2 separate regions of the Zea mays genome follow, and region 1 is linked to region 2. A link is a contact called in public Hi-C data. All regions are on one chromosome and are shown on one strand. Each heading gives the region's core, a stretch centred on a gene start, on an enhancer-like site or on the middle of the called end of the contact. The rest is flanking DNA. Distances are from core to core; before and after follow the strand shown. Region 1 holds the start of LOC103630307 (protein N-terminal glutamine amidohydrolase). Region 2 holds the start of LOC103630302 (calmodulin binding protein PICBP).

What was found. A called contact is a pair of places that touch in the nucleus more often than the background predicts.
Region 1: a contact with region 2 is called in a Hi-C map of leaf, with 7 times the contacts expected there. The contact joins the promoter of LOC103630307 here to the promoter of LOC103630302 in region 2. A contact is called at or near these places in 3 of 25 Hi-C or Micro-C datasets (bundle sheath, ear and leaf).

What each region holds. Positions count from the first base shown.
Region 1 is chr6:153,951,298-153,957,120 of Zm-B73-REFERENCE-NAM-5.0, reverse strand. LOC103630307 (protein N-terminal glutamine amidohydrolase) reads right to left here and starts at 1,449. Exons shown (of 6, transcript XM_008651370.4): 1 at 1,208-1,449. The coding sequence starts at 1,332.
Region 2 is chr6:153,721,545-153,727,938 of Zm-B73-REFERENCE-NAM-5.0, reverse strand. It overlaps LOC103630302 (calmodulin binding protein PICBP), which reads right to left and starts at 2,432. Exons shown (of 3, transcript XM_008651364.4): 1 at 349-2,432; 2 at 1-255. The coding sequence starts at 1,951.

The DNA of each region.
Region 1 (5,823 bases), core at 200-2,699, 230 kb before region 2:
GCTGGCGGCTGTTCTCTGATTCTCTCACCTTGCGCGCGCGGCTCTTCCTCCCTGCGCGCGCCCTGCACGTGGCTCCTCCTCCCTGCACGCGGCTGCTGCTCGCTGGGCACGCGGCTGGCCGGCTGCTCCCCCTCCCTGGGCGCCCCTCACTGGTAGAGTGGTAGACTGGTAGGTCCTCCTCCCCTGCTTTCTCTCAGGTGTCAACACCCAAAAATGAGGCTAGTAAGGCGTCGCCTAGGCGCCTGCCTAAGTCGCCTAGGCGTTCAGGCGGTGGCTGGGCGCCTAGTTCCGCCTAGCCGCCTTTAAAACCATGCCTACTATGGAAAAAAAGTATCTTCCTTTATTAATAGCCAAGGTTTGTTTAAACAACAGAGTCTATGAGCAATTATAACTATACATGTATTGGTTTTGCTTACTTCTATCATGCCACATATCTACTCCTTTAAAGCACGAGTTTCGACCGTCGTGCGTCACAAGCGAAGCGCGTATGGTTATTCCCGTCCCCTAGATTACGATTATCTCACCAGAGGCAAAACTAATCCTGCTATAAATCGCTCGCGTTCCTATTTCCTCGCGCCTATAGTTATTCCCGTCCCCCTGGAAAAGGCTTATTCAGAGTATGCGGTTAGCGTAATGCTTTGAGTTGGGTTAGCTACAATGCAAAGAATGATGATTATTAGGCTGCAATGATTCTGTCTCCCCATCCCCATGCATGTAACTGCATCCGTATCCAAGCCTCAATTATCTGTAGAATGTTACAGAAAAGAACAACTCATCGAGGTGCACTAGATATGGTATTCTGGATAAGATAATATGATTATATCCCTATAAAGTCTTATCACAGAACTAAAGTTCACATAGGATGACTGTGCTAATTTCCGTAGGACAAGACTACCAACAGCAACTAGGCAAATGATAAGGGTTGCATTATACTAATTCCCACTCCCGTTAAACATACCATGGACTGATGGACACACACTAAAGACTCAACTTTCAACTAGACTGACCTCTACCGGTCTACCCAATACACAACTCTTTATACAGCAAATATTCACCTCCAGTTCGAAGTTCTTCCATGATCAGAAGAGGTGGAACGGGAAACAAGGTTTCAGAAGAAGGGAAATACTAATTCCTAGTGGTCAACCATGTGGCTTGAATCTACTGCGAGAAACTATGGATCGATAAAATGGGCAAAGGGGTTGGTTACCAGTAGCACGGGGTATGGGTGAACGAGGAGACATCGACGGGCCGGCTGCTCAGCGCCGGGGGATTGGAAGGAGCAGCGATGGGAGAGGGGTCGCCGCCGACGGCTGCGGCTCGGCCACCGTCCATGAGGGGGGTGAGGTCGGCGACGGGGAGTGGGCTGGTGGAAGCGTGGACCTGTGGCAGAGTGCGGTGTGCCAGACTGCCAGAGCTCGAAGCTGGGCTTAGATTGAAAGTTCATGGCTCAAAGCCCAGTAGTCTAGTCTAGTACTCTAGTTGTTGGGCTGCTTTACTCAAGTTGTCAGGTGAAAAAGTTTTCTATGCCGACTTGGCTGAGAAAAAAGTCCAGCTTCGATATAATGCCGACTCCTCGACACGGTGGTAAATGTTCATATTCCAATTCAGTAGACCTTGTTCAGTTGCATTCGAGTCCAAGGAGATTAAGAAGATTAAATTATTAATTTTAACTAGCGAGAGATTTAATTTTCTCTTAATTTACACTTAACCAAATAAGTTCTATGAGGGTTAATAACCGATTCGTATTTGAGTCTATGTATTTAGTATTTGATCCGTATTCAATCTATATCTATATATAAAGTTGAGTATTCAAGATATCAATATCCGTTCAAATTTTATCCAACACAACTCGATAATATCTATATCGGATTCAAATCTAAAGAGAAAAATATGAAATATATATATATATATATATATATATATAGTTATAGTATTAGGAGCCCTGGGCTTCCATCAATGCAGGGAGCCCCTGCCAGTCTAGTTGTGCCGGGCGCGGGTCGACGTGGCAGGTGGTCCGAGTACCGCGCACATGCACCGATTGAAGGTGGGTCGTACGTGCGCACCCTCTATTACCATTTATGCATCCGTTTCATTCAAATTACGTATGCATAAACACGTAACTGACACGGTGAGTGCGTATGCTTCGCGCGGGTTTTCCGGCGTCGTGGTCACGACCCGCGTTGGAGTTGGCCGCGTTTATACTTGCATATTATGACTCCAACCGTTTCATAATTTGACACGTCGATGCGGCTTGGTCGGTGTGGTGTAGTATTTGGGATTTATGATTGTATACTTCGATGTTAACAACTACATATCATTTTGGGATTTATTATATTACGTACCTTGGCGTGGGTCTTGATTAATTATTTTTTGTAAACTGTTTACGATACTTTGCACAGCTATTTATGCTTATTATGATCACGCAGTTACCAAACCTTCACCCTGACTGTGTGCTGACTAGTGGACCCACAGTCCCTCGCCGCTCCCCCGCGGGCCGACCGAGCTAATATGGTCAACGAGCCACACACAACAGACACCTTTCAATTAATTCAGCTCGGGTCCACCCAAACCCTAAAAAAATCAGTTCCTCCCCGTCGTCGTCATTCGCTCCTGCGATCGCCATCGACGACCGCCCCCACCTCTTCCACCGCCGTAATCTCCGTTGTTCATCGATTCACCGCCGTCGTTCTCCTTCCCTGGTTCGTTTCCCCTCTCAGTCTTTCGAGTTCCCCCCATTCTTTTACATAGTTCAGCCGCTAATGTCCATCAGGTTCGCCCCGCCCCTTCTACATCCCTTCAATTGATTCGAAATTAATTGAATCGCCTCATTATATGTAGTATCCGATAATGTCTTCCAATTTTTTCAATTGCATATTTGTTACATTCTGTTCATTTTTATATAGGTACTGAGTGTTGTTTATAAACACAATATATTTTTTTACAATAGCAATCAATAGATTAGTGATGTTATTGTACTGTGTTATTATTGTTGTTTCTGATAGTTATACTACATATACTGTTATGAATTATATTGCATAATTTATTTATGCACACTATGTACTGTTTTATTTAAATGTGAGTTTTCACATATCTGTTGTTATGCATTCCTTCTTCTCATTTACGTTGTCTACATCTGTTGTTATGCACAATACACACACTATACATACCCCAACAGTTTCATAATGTTATATTTATTTAATTATTATGTATGGTATAGTATTATTTCCTGATGTTCTTTTTCATTTACTTAGTTTGTTCTACCCCAAAAAATGAAGTCAGTTGATCGTCCTCCCGCTAATCCCAAACGCATAACCATTGAGTCAAGCCAAGAGTTCTTTAGTGTTGAGATACCACGACCGGCCTCTATTGGAGTTCCTCCAAACACAAAGCATTCTGATCAGTGTCCTGCACCTATCGAGAAACCATCTGTTATTTATGAAGCCAATGAACAAACTGGATCTGGCAATGACGACGATGACTTCATGACACCTACAAAGAAGCGTAATGCTACTGGAAGTCATATGAATATCTTACGGAAGACATGTACAAAGAGGCCGAAAGTAGTAGAAACTCCACGGCAGGTTATATGTTATACTTATGATTTCATATATATTAAATACTAATTAGTATTCAATAATTATGACCTGATACAACATATTAGATATTATTTAGTAGTATACAGTAAGGATGAATCTAGTCGAATTTTCACGTTAGGTTCCAAGTTCTGAATTGCATTTACAATATCATATTTATTTTACAACACTTAGACACTTTTTTATTGTCTACAGATAATGCAGTTTAGTTTACTTAACTAGGTATTATGTTATTTTAGTTGCATCCCTTACATTATGAGTGCTAATTTTATAGCTCATGCCACATTTATTTCATTGTTTTCATAACATTTAACATACATTATTTCAGAAACTCAATGTTAGATGCAACCCTCAGGATGTGATTATAACTATTAAGATATTGAATGAGAGGCAACGACAAGCCGTTGCTAGAAAAGGATTTTCCAATATTCTTGACATGACACTTGATGCACTGGGTAGCCGTTCTCATCTTCGTTGGTTGATGGATAAGTTGGACCACAAGGATATGACTATTCGCCCTGGAGTTGGCAAGGAACTAAAGATTACGAAAGAAACTGTCCACCTTATACTAGGCCTTCCGAATGCTGGCGGTGGTAAGCCACTAGGAATCGATGAAGCAGTGGCGGGCAATAACTTGAGGGCTGAACTTGGATTGTCCAAGGATGAGTTTGTTGTTGCATCTCTTCAGGACCGATTGAGAAAAGGAAATGATGATGACCTCTCTATCAGATGCTTCTTTTTGATATTGTTCAATAGATTGTTGTTCCCCACTTCCAGCTGGGGCATATCTAACCATGAAGTGTTATTGACGTAAGAAATGGACCGTTTCCATGAAATAGACTGGTGCCACTTAATTTTTAACGACCTATGTGAAGCTGCACAAAAGTGGCATACAAGAAGCACTTCTAATGTGTCCACGACGATATATGGATGCTCAGTTGTCATACTAGTAAGTAAATAACATTGGACTGTTCATTTTTTTCATATCGAATTGAATCTATTTTACTTGCTCAATTACCATCCATGATAGTATAAATTAGTTATTGTTTTTTTGTAGTTGTACTATTTGGACCACTTGCATGATGCTGCAGCCCCCCCCCAATAAACGTGGCACACCCCGCATAAAATTCTTTGATAAAAACATTATCCAAGCTCTGACAAAAGCTGATAAGAGGAAGCCACGCCAAAGCGGTGAACCTTTTGGCCATTGTGAGGTATGTCATCTGTACATAAAACAATAGGAATGCATTACCCTGCATAAATATGCATTTGCTGTTATTAGGTGAATGTTTATGCATGTAGTATCTCTATTAGTTTTCGTACCATTCTGAATAAACTCGTAATAGACACCATATACTTCATTTTTCAGTGGGTAACACACTTTATTTATGGTTATCTTTCATGTATTTAATTATATTACAAATGTTTTTTTTCAGTTCCGAAGCTTTTCTGAAACTTGCTATTCTGCTGTCCCTAGTGTGCAGTTTCAATCAGAGGTCAGTTTATGGCAAAACATACATCCCATATGTGTCCATAAATACCATATGTACATTACAGATGTTTTATGTAATATTATATCCTTATGTTTCTAATAATTAATTATGATGCATTATCATTCATTACATCACAGCATAGGGACAGGACAAACATTTTTGATGTCCCTCGTCCCGATCCTTGTGGTCATCATACTATTCATATCCAGCTCCCATTGATCAAGGATATGCTTTCAAGTAAGATAAAGCAGCTCCAACCACGTGACCGACCAAAATTCATTGAAAAGTTTGTTGAGTATGATTCTGAAGTTGGCAAAGTGTGTTCCATCATAAAAAGTACTCTTACCAAGATGGTTGTGAAGCAGTATGAACTAGCGGACACATTTGCTGAGTTAATTGATGATGTCCTTCGTGCGGAGTCTGGCGACCCAGACAATGTTGCGGAAGCGCCTCAAACAGATAAACCTCCAGATATATCTCAGCATATGTCGTCAGGTTACCTTCCCTCATTGTCATTTATTCAATTCATGTTCTTAACTCTATGCATTTATCAGTTCTTGCTGTTTGAATACTACAACTTTTTAATTACAGAGGAACAGATCCATGAGGGTACCCAGAATACCCAGGACATGACTATGCCATATTCACAACCGAATACGGAGTTGACAGGTACCCAGTTTGAAGAAATACACGAAAAGCAACAACAAATGTGTCGTGCATTTGAGGGCTGCCCTGAC
Region 2 (6,394 bases), core at 1,183-3,682:
CTGGTTCCATTTTATCACCATCAAGGTTGCTTTGCTGAGCAATACCAGATTCTTCCAATATGGATGCCCTAATCTCCAATTCCCTTTGAGTATCCACATTGCTGTCTTGATTGATTTGTTGCAAAATAGCAGTTTCTTCAGAAGTGTCTTCCTTTTTGCTTGTTGGATTACCCAATTCCATTTGAGCCTTAGCAGGGCTGCTATCTTGTTCATGCACATCATCCACAGTCTTCTCATATTGTTCAAACACATCATCTGCAGTACAATCATTTTGGCAAAGGTTATCGATTACTAATTTGTTGATACCAACATCTTGACAATCAATTGAACTGAAGTAAGAAACTTCACCTGCTAACACAGCTGCCGAGGTTACTTCCTCAGAAAAATCCTCTTTGCATCCATCACCAGAGATAGTGTCCTCAGAAATCTCCATTTTAGAGACATCATCTGGCATGCTCTGTTGATCCTCCAGATCTTGCTCCTCAGTGTCCTCTGATTCGCCATCAGATTTCACATGGCACTCATCTTCATCATCATCATTTGCCTCTTGGTCCGATGAAATATCCTCTTCGAAGCTACCTTCCAGAGTAGCACATGTCCTTGCTGTTATTTCTTGATCAGGTATCTCAGATTTGTAGATATCATCAGAGAGCTTCTCTTCTGCCTTCCCTTGTCCAGCAGACGCCTCCAGGATGTTGTCTTCATCTCTTCCACCCAGCTCCTCGCATGCCTCCACTCTGCAAGCAACACCTTGATCTGAGAGGATCTCCTGGTCACGGACCAAATTCGTTGTATTCTCCTCATCAGCAGCATCCTCTTTGTATTCATCAGAGGATCTACCGGACGTTCCTTGCTCTGCTTCTTGCTCCACAGAAAACTCTGCTCCAACAACCTCCTGTTCCCCAATTCTCTGTTCTTCCAAGATCTCATCGTCCAAGCTATCATCATACTCGTATCCATGGTACTTCAACCATGGCAACTCCTCGACGAAATCGTTGTCGATGTGTACCCCACTGCACTCCGACAAGCTGTCCCCGAAGGCACCATGCTTCTGTTGCAACACCGGGCGAGGCTCAGGTTCACCATCATCGCAAACCGCAAGATCCTTGCCCTTCTCACCGTCCTCGTCCGCGCCGCACCGATCGAACACGACGAACTCCATCCTCCGCACCGTGGCATCCATCTCGTCGAGAGACATGTCGCTGCAGCTCATGTCCGAGCTCACCCTCGGGCCGCCGTACACCTCGACGAAGAAGTCGCCGACCGCCTCCTCGTCGATCAAAGGCGCGATCTTTGCACCTCCACCACTGCCACTTCCGCCGCTGGTCCTCTCCTCGGATTTCTTGCGGAAGGCCGAGACGCCCTTGAGCTTCATGCTCTGCTGCGTCTTGATGAGCCGGCGGCGCGACGCGAGGAAGCTCCGGAGCGGCACCGCCGGCGCATGGACGTGACCGTTGAGGGAGCAGTAGGTGTAGGGGCACACCCGCAGCGCCGCGGGGCCCTCGGCGTCGGTGGAGCCCGGTGCGAGGTCGAGCGCTTCGGGGAACTTGGTGTCCTTCATGGTTGAGGAGCACGTGGCGCGGCCCATGCCGGAGCCAGAGCAAGGTTCCTCCTCCGCGAACAAAACCTTCCCCTTGGTCAGCACCCGCACCGCGGGCCTCCGCCGCGGCGCGGGCGACGCGGACGCTGACACCGACGCCGCGGGCCTCCACCTCGCGGGGGACGCCGACGCCGAAACGGTCGCCGCAGGCCGCCCACGGCGCTCGGCCTTGGCGTCAGAGCTGCTGGTGCCCCGCATGTAGCTGGGCACCGACGCCGGCGCCGGGGACATGGCCGCGCCGCCGCGGTTCCACGGGCAGCCCTCGTCCAGGAAGCCGCCCCTGGGCTTGGACGGGGGCGTCAGGAGCGGGTCCTTGGGCTTCTTTTTCGGCGCCTCCTTGCTCCGCACCATGGCTGGTGGCTGCTGCTTTCTTCTTCAGCGACGGGGGCGGCGAGTTCCTGTGTTTCTTCGCTTCTCGCAGCTTAATCCTCAGCCGGATTTCTCCTTGGCTTGTTGGGATCAACGGTTTCTCTCGCGACGTTCTTGTCTTGCTGATACTGGAGGCTTGCTTGTGCTTGTTGGCTTCTTGCGTTGAAGGGCGGCACGAAAGCAAGGCAAAGCAAAGCAAAGCAAAGGTGATGTGAACTGGGGGAGGAAGGGAGGCGGGGGAAGGAAGGAAGAGGGAAGGGGAGGGATAGGACTTCACTTGATGGAGAGGAGAAAGATGGTTTGTGAAGGACGGCCGGACGGGGACGGCGATGGGTTGGGAAGAGGAAGAGGAAGAGTAGGCAATGGTTTGGGAAGAGAAAGAGGGGAGCCGAAGACAGTGGGTGGGCGGCTCAAAGCGGCCGTCATCTTTGAGACTTGGAGAGAAAGGTCCACTGAGAAATTTTGACAATGGGCGTGCATCTTCTGTGGCGGCCATTCTGGGACCGTTTCTGTGCTGGCCTGCTGTGGGGCTCGGCCGCTCGGGGATGGCTGCCTTTTGTTTTGAAGGCTGGAAGCTGGATTCGTTAGTTGCTGGTGAGTGAACGGATTTTATGGCTGCAAGTAATGGTTTTACTTAGCGCTCCCTCCATCACTGAAATTATAATCGTGCTTTATGGAGGAAAAAACCAAAGTTTGATAAGAATTTATTCAAATTATATACAAGTCAAGGTCATGAAATTAAATTTCTATTCAAAGAGCCTCCGGAATGATATTAGTTCTTAGCAAATTACTTACAGCGTATGCTAAGGCTAACTGCAGCGGTGGACGATGCCCCTTCCCCTCCCCTTGCATGCGGCGCGTAGGGGGCACCCTATGGCCGCAGCGGTGCCCCCTACAGCGTCCCCTACATGTCGATTCTCTTCTCTCTCCTCCTAGATCTAGCGTGTCACTGTTCATCACCCTAAACATTATGTCGTGGGTCCACGAGTAATTGTTAGTAGATAAAAAATTGATAGTTGGTATAGAAAATGATATTTTATAGTGGTAGTGGGGTATAGGGGGAGTATTTAGGGGGAACCGCTGCGAGAGATGAAAAAATAGGGGAGAAAATAGGGGGAGAAAGTGATATAGGGGGAAAAATTTAGGGGTAACGGTTGCGGATAGCCTAAGAAAAAAGTAATGTTCCGCGTCTATTTTGTTTGACTTTTATCTGATCGAAATATGCTTACCATTCTAGGATATAGGGGTGGTGGTGTACATAAGTGTATATTTAATGCTATACGTATTGATTTCTAGTTGACTCTAGAGTAATCAAGATCAGCAAACTGCTACCCATCAAATTTGTGTGCTCGAAAACTATTGAATGAACTCAGCTAAGTAGCATTTTGTAGCCAACTCTTAGTTTTGTTTGTCATTGTTGACAAACTTATTTGGCACTATAAGGGACCTAATTTATTTTTGTGGTAACTGGTGACTGGTGAGGGATCGACGCTCAACATTCCTAACATCAAAGTTCTTCACGGCAGAAACCTTTCTTGTGGGTAATTTAACATGAAACTTATTTTCGAAGAAATTATTATCCTTGATTTAGCAACAAAAAAAAGGTCCCTCCTGTTGTCGAGGAACAATGGCAGGTGTGCTTTTTCCTTTTCATTTGAACTGGGGAAGAGGTTATTTAGCAAAGAACAAGAATACGGTGACTGTAAAAAGCAACGGCAATAACAGCCCTCTCACGGCTCAAGGTCCTGCAGAACCTAGTGTAGTCCTGAACTCCTGATGCTGATAAGCTGAGAGAGTTTAATAAATGGTCTTTTATACAGTAAAAATAAAGGCAATAAAATAAATACTTTTAGAAAGTCTATAAGACTCAAAATCCCCCTCCCAAAAATATAATTCGCTTTTTACTAAACGTTTATTCATTAATTAATCTATAAATATAGTTTATATGTATGTCTATATTCATTATTATGCATTCGATTGTGGACGGAAAAAAGAGTGCTAGAAAGAATTATATTTTATGATAGAGGGAGCATATGTTAGAGCAAGCTTAATACGCCGGTAATTTGTACTACTTAGAGCATCTTCAAGAGCTCCCTAGAAAATGAGTCCTCAAAATCAGTTTTAAAGGGCATTTAAAAGATTAGTAGGGGCATATTTTAATCCTTTCTCCAACAAATCCTTTATAGCAACTCCAAAAAGATGTTAAAATTTTTTACCCTAAAAACTGATTATTAAGAGTAGGCTAAAAATTTTAAGAGTGAATCATGATGGGTACTCTAACCGTTCCTCTAAATGTGACATGTGGCGCAATCTGTATAGTCGTCGGGAGGCTGTGGATGATCTGATACGTTCAGGAATTGATTGGGGAGGATGGAACACACCAAAATATGAGGGAGAGCAGACTGTGGATGCGGGACGTGAATTTTTTGGAGAAAGAATGAGGGAACTGTTGGAGTAAGAAAAACCACTATTCTTAACTAATATCTGTTTTGGAGTTAGTTTACACGTTCTTTTGGAGTTGCTCTTAAAGCGGCAAATTGTTTCTAGGGAGCCCAAAAAAACCCTCATTTGTAGCTACAAATGAGGGTGTTTTAAGGGCTATGAAAAAGATGGGAGCGTTTTAGGGAAACTGTTGGAGACACGTTTTTGTGTTTTTCCTAAAAAACTTGATTTAGGAAAGACTTTGGAGATGCTCTTATTAAGGCTGCAAGGGTAGCCTATCATTTCGTGTTCTGCCACCATTTCCTGTTCTGTCATTCCTATTCCCTGTTCTCCATTACCTATTCTCCCTTCCCCGCACAACCCAATCCATTCCCATGTTCTGCAACCATTCCTTGTTCTGCCTTTCACATTCCCCCTTCTCGTAAATCTCATTCCCATTCTCATTCCCTCGTATAGCCCACGTCTAACTAAAATTTAAAAACTGTCGGCGTTTCGAGACCGGGGGTCCCTCAGGCCGACGAGTGAGTGCCGCGTGCCCCAGCCCAGATGGGTCGAGCGCGTGGGCGAGCACAAAGGGGGGAGAGGAGCGAGGCGGCCGGAGTCCGGCGTGAGAGTGCACAACAGCAAAACTGAATACTCCCGTCGGCCATAATAATTCCCGTCGGTTTTTAGGGTTGCCGACGGGAGTTAATTAACTACCGTCGGCCATAACGAAGCCGACGGGAGATAAAATAACTCCCGTCGGTTTTTAGGGTTGCCGACGGGAGTTAATTAACTACCGTCGGCCATAACGAAGCCGACGGGAGATAAAATAACTCCCGTCGGTTAGTCCGGAGGCCGACGGGGTTTAGGGCGGGCCCGGCTAAAACGCGCGCGCCGGCCACTCGCCCAGGCTCTATTCATCGCGCGGTCGCTCATCCCGCGCCGCCGGCCACTCATCCATCGCCGGCCACTCATCCCGCGCCGCCGCCGATCGCCGTCCAGCGCCCGAGCGCCGCCCGAGCCTGCGCCGCCGCCGCCGTGCGCCCGAGCGCCGCCCGAGCGCCGCCCGAGCCTGCGCCGCCGCCGCCGCCGTGCGCCGCCCCGCCCGAGCGCCGCCAGCGCCTACGCCGCCGCCGCCGACCCCGCCGCGCCCGTCCCGTCCTCCGCCGCGGCTTGCCGACGCCGCTGCCCCCGCCCGTCCCCTCCCCCGACGCCGCTGCAACCTCCACTGAGACAGTAAGATTGAAATTATTTAAAATTATATCATTGCGATATATATTTATATTTATATCGAAAATATGTTTATTCCCGTCGGTTGGTTGATTGTATTGATTAAGCCGACGGGAGTTAACTACGTTGTGGTCGTTTAATTAGTATGATACACTGTTTATTTTCCTAGAGTTTTAGGGTTAAGTGCGCAGACCAGTAGTTAACCCTAGGCGTCACCCGTTCCGGAAGCATGCACATGCATCACATTTATTCATATGTTTGGGCCTAATGCACCTAGACAATCTATGAATGCATAGATTGTATAGTTTCATTCGGTCCAAACACAAGATTACTTGTGATGTGCGTGGTTCCGGGATTGTCCACGTATTTGGACAGCCGGAGAATGGGTGTGGCCGCATGTGATTCGTGCACGTGTCCGTTGGTCCGAACGAGATTTCAGCAGCATAACCCAGTTGTTCTCCGTCGCACCATGATAGGCGTGTGTTCGGAGAACAGCGGGGTTATGCTGCCGAAATTTCGTTCGGACCATCGGGCACGTCACGAGTCGCATGCGGCCGCCTCCATTCTCGGGTGGGTTTATGTCCTTTCCTATAGTAGGGTTATCACCTAAGCCACGTGCATCGCTCTTATATGCTGAATTTTTGGTTGGTGGTTTACACAACAGCAAAACTGAGCCATCCTAGTCCACAAACATGGAAGATGACCGTGAGTGGATGTATGCTGGTTGGAAGAAGGGCGGATGTCACACAAAGGAATGGTTTCAGAAGACAG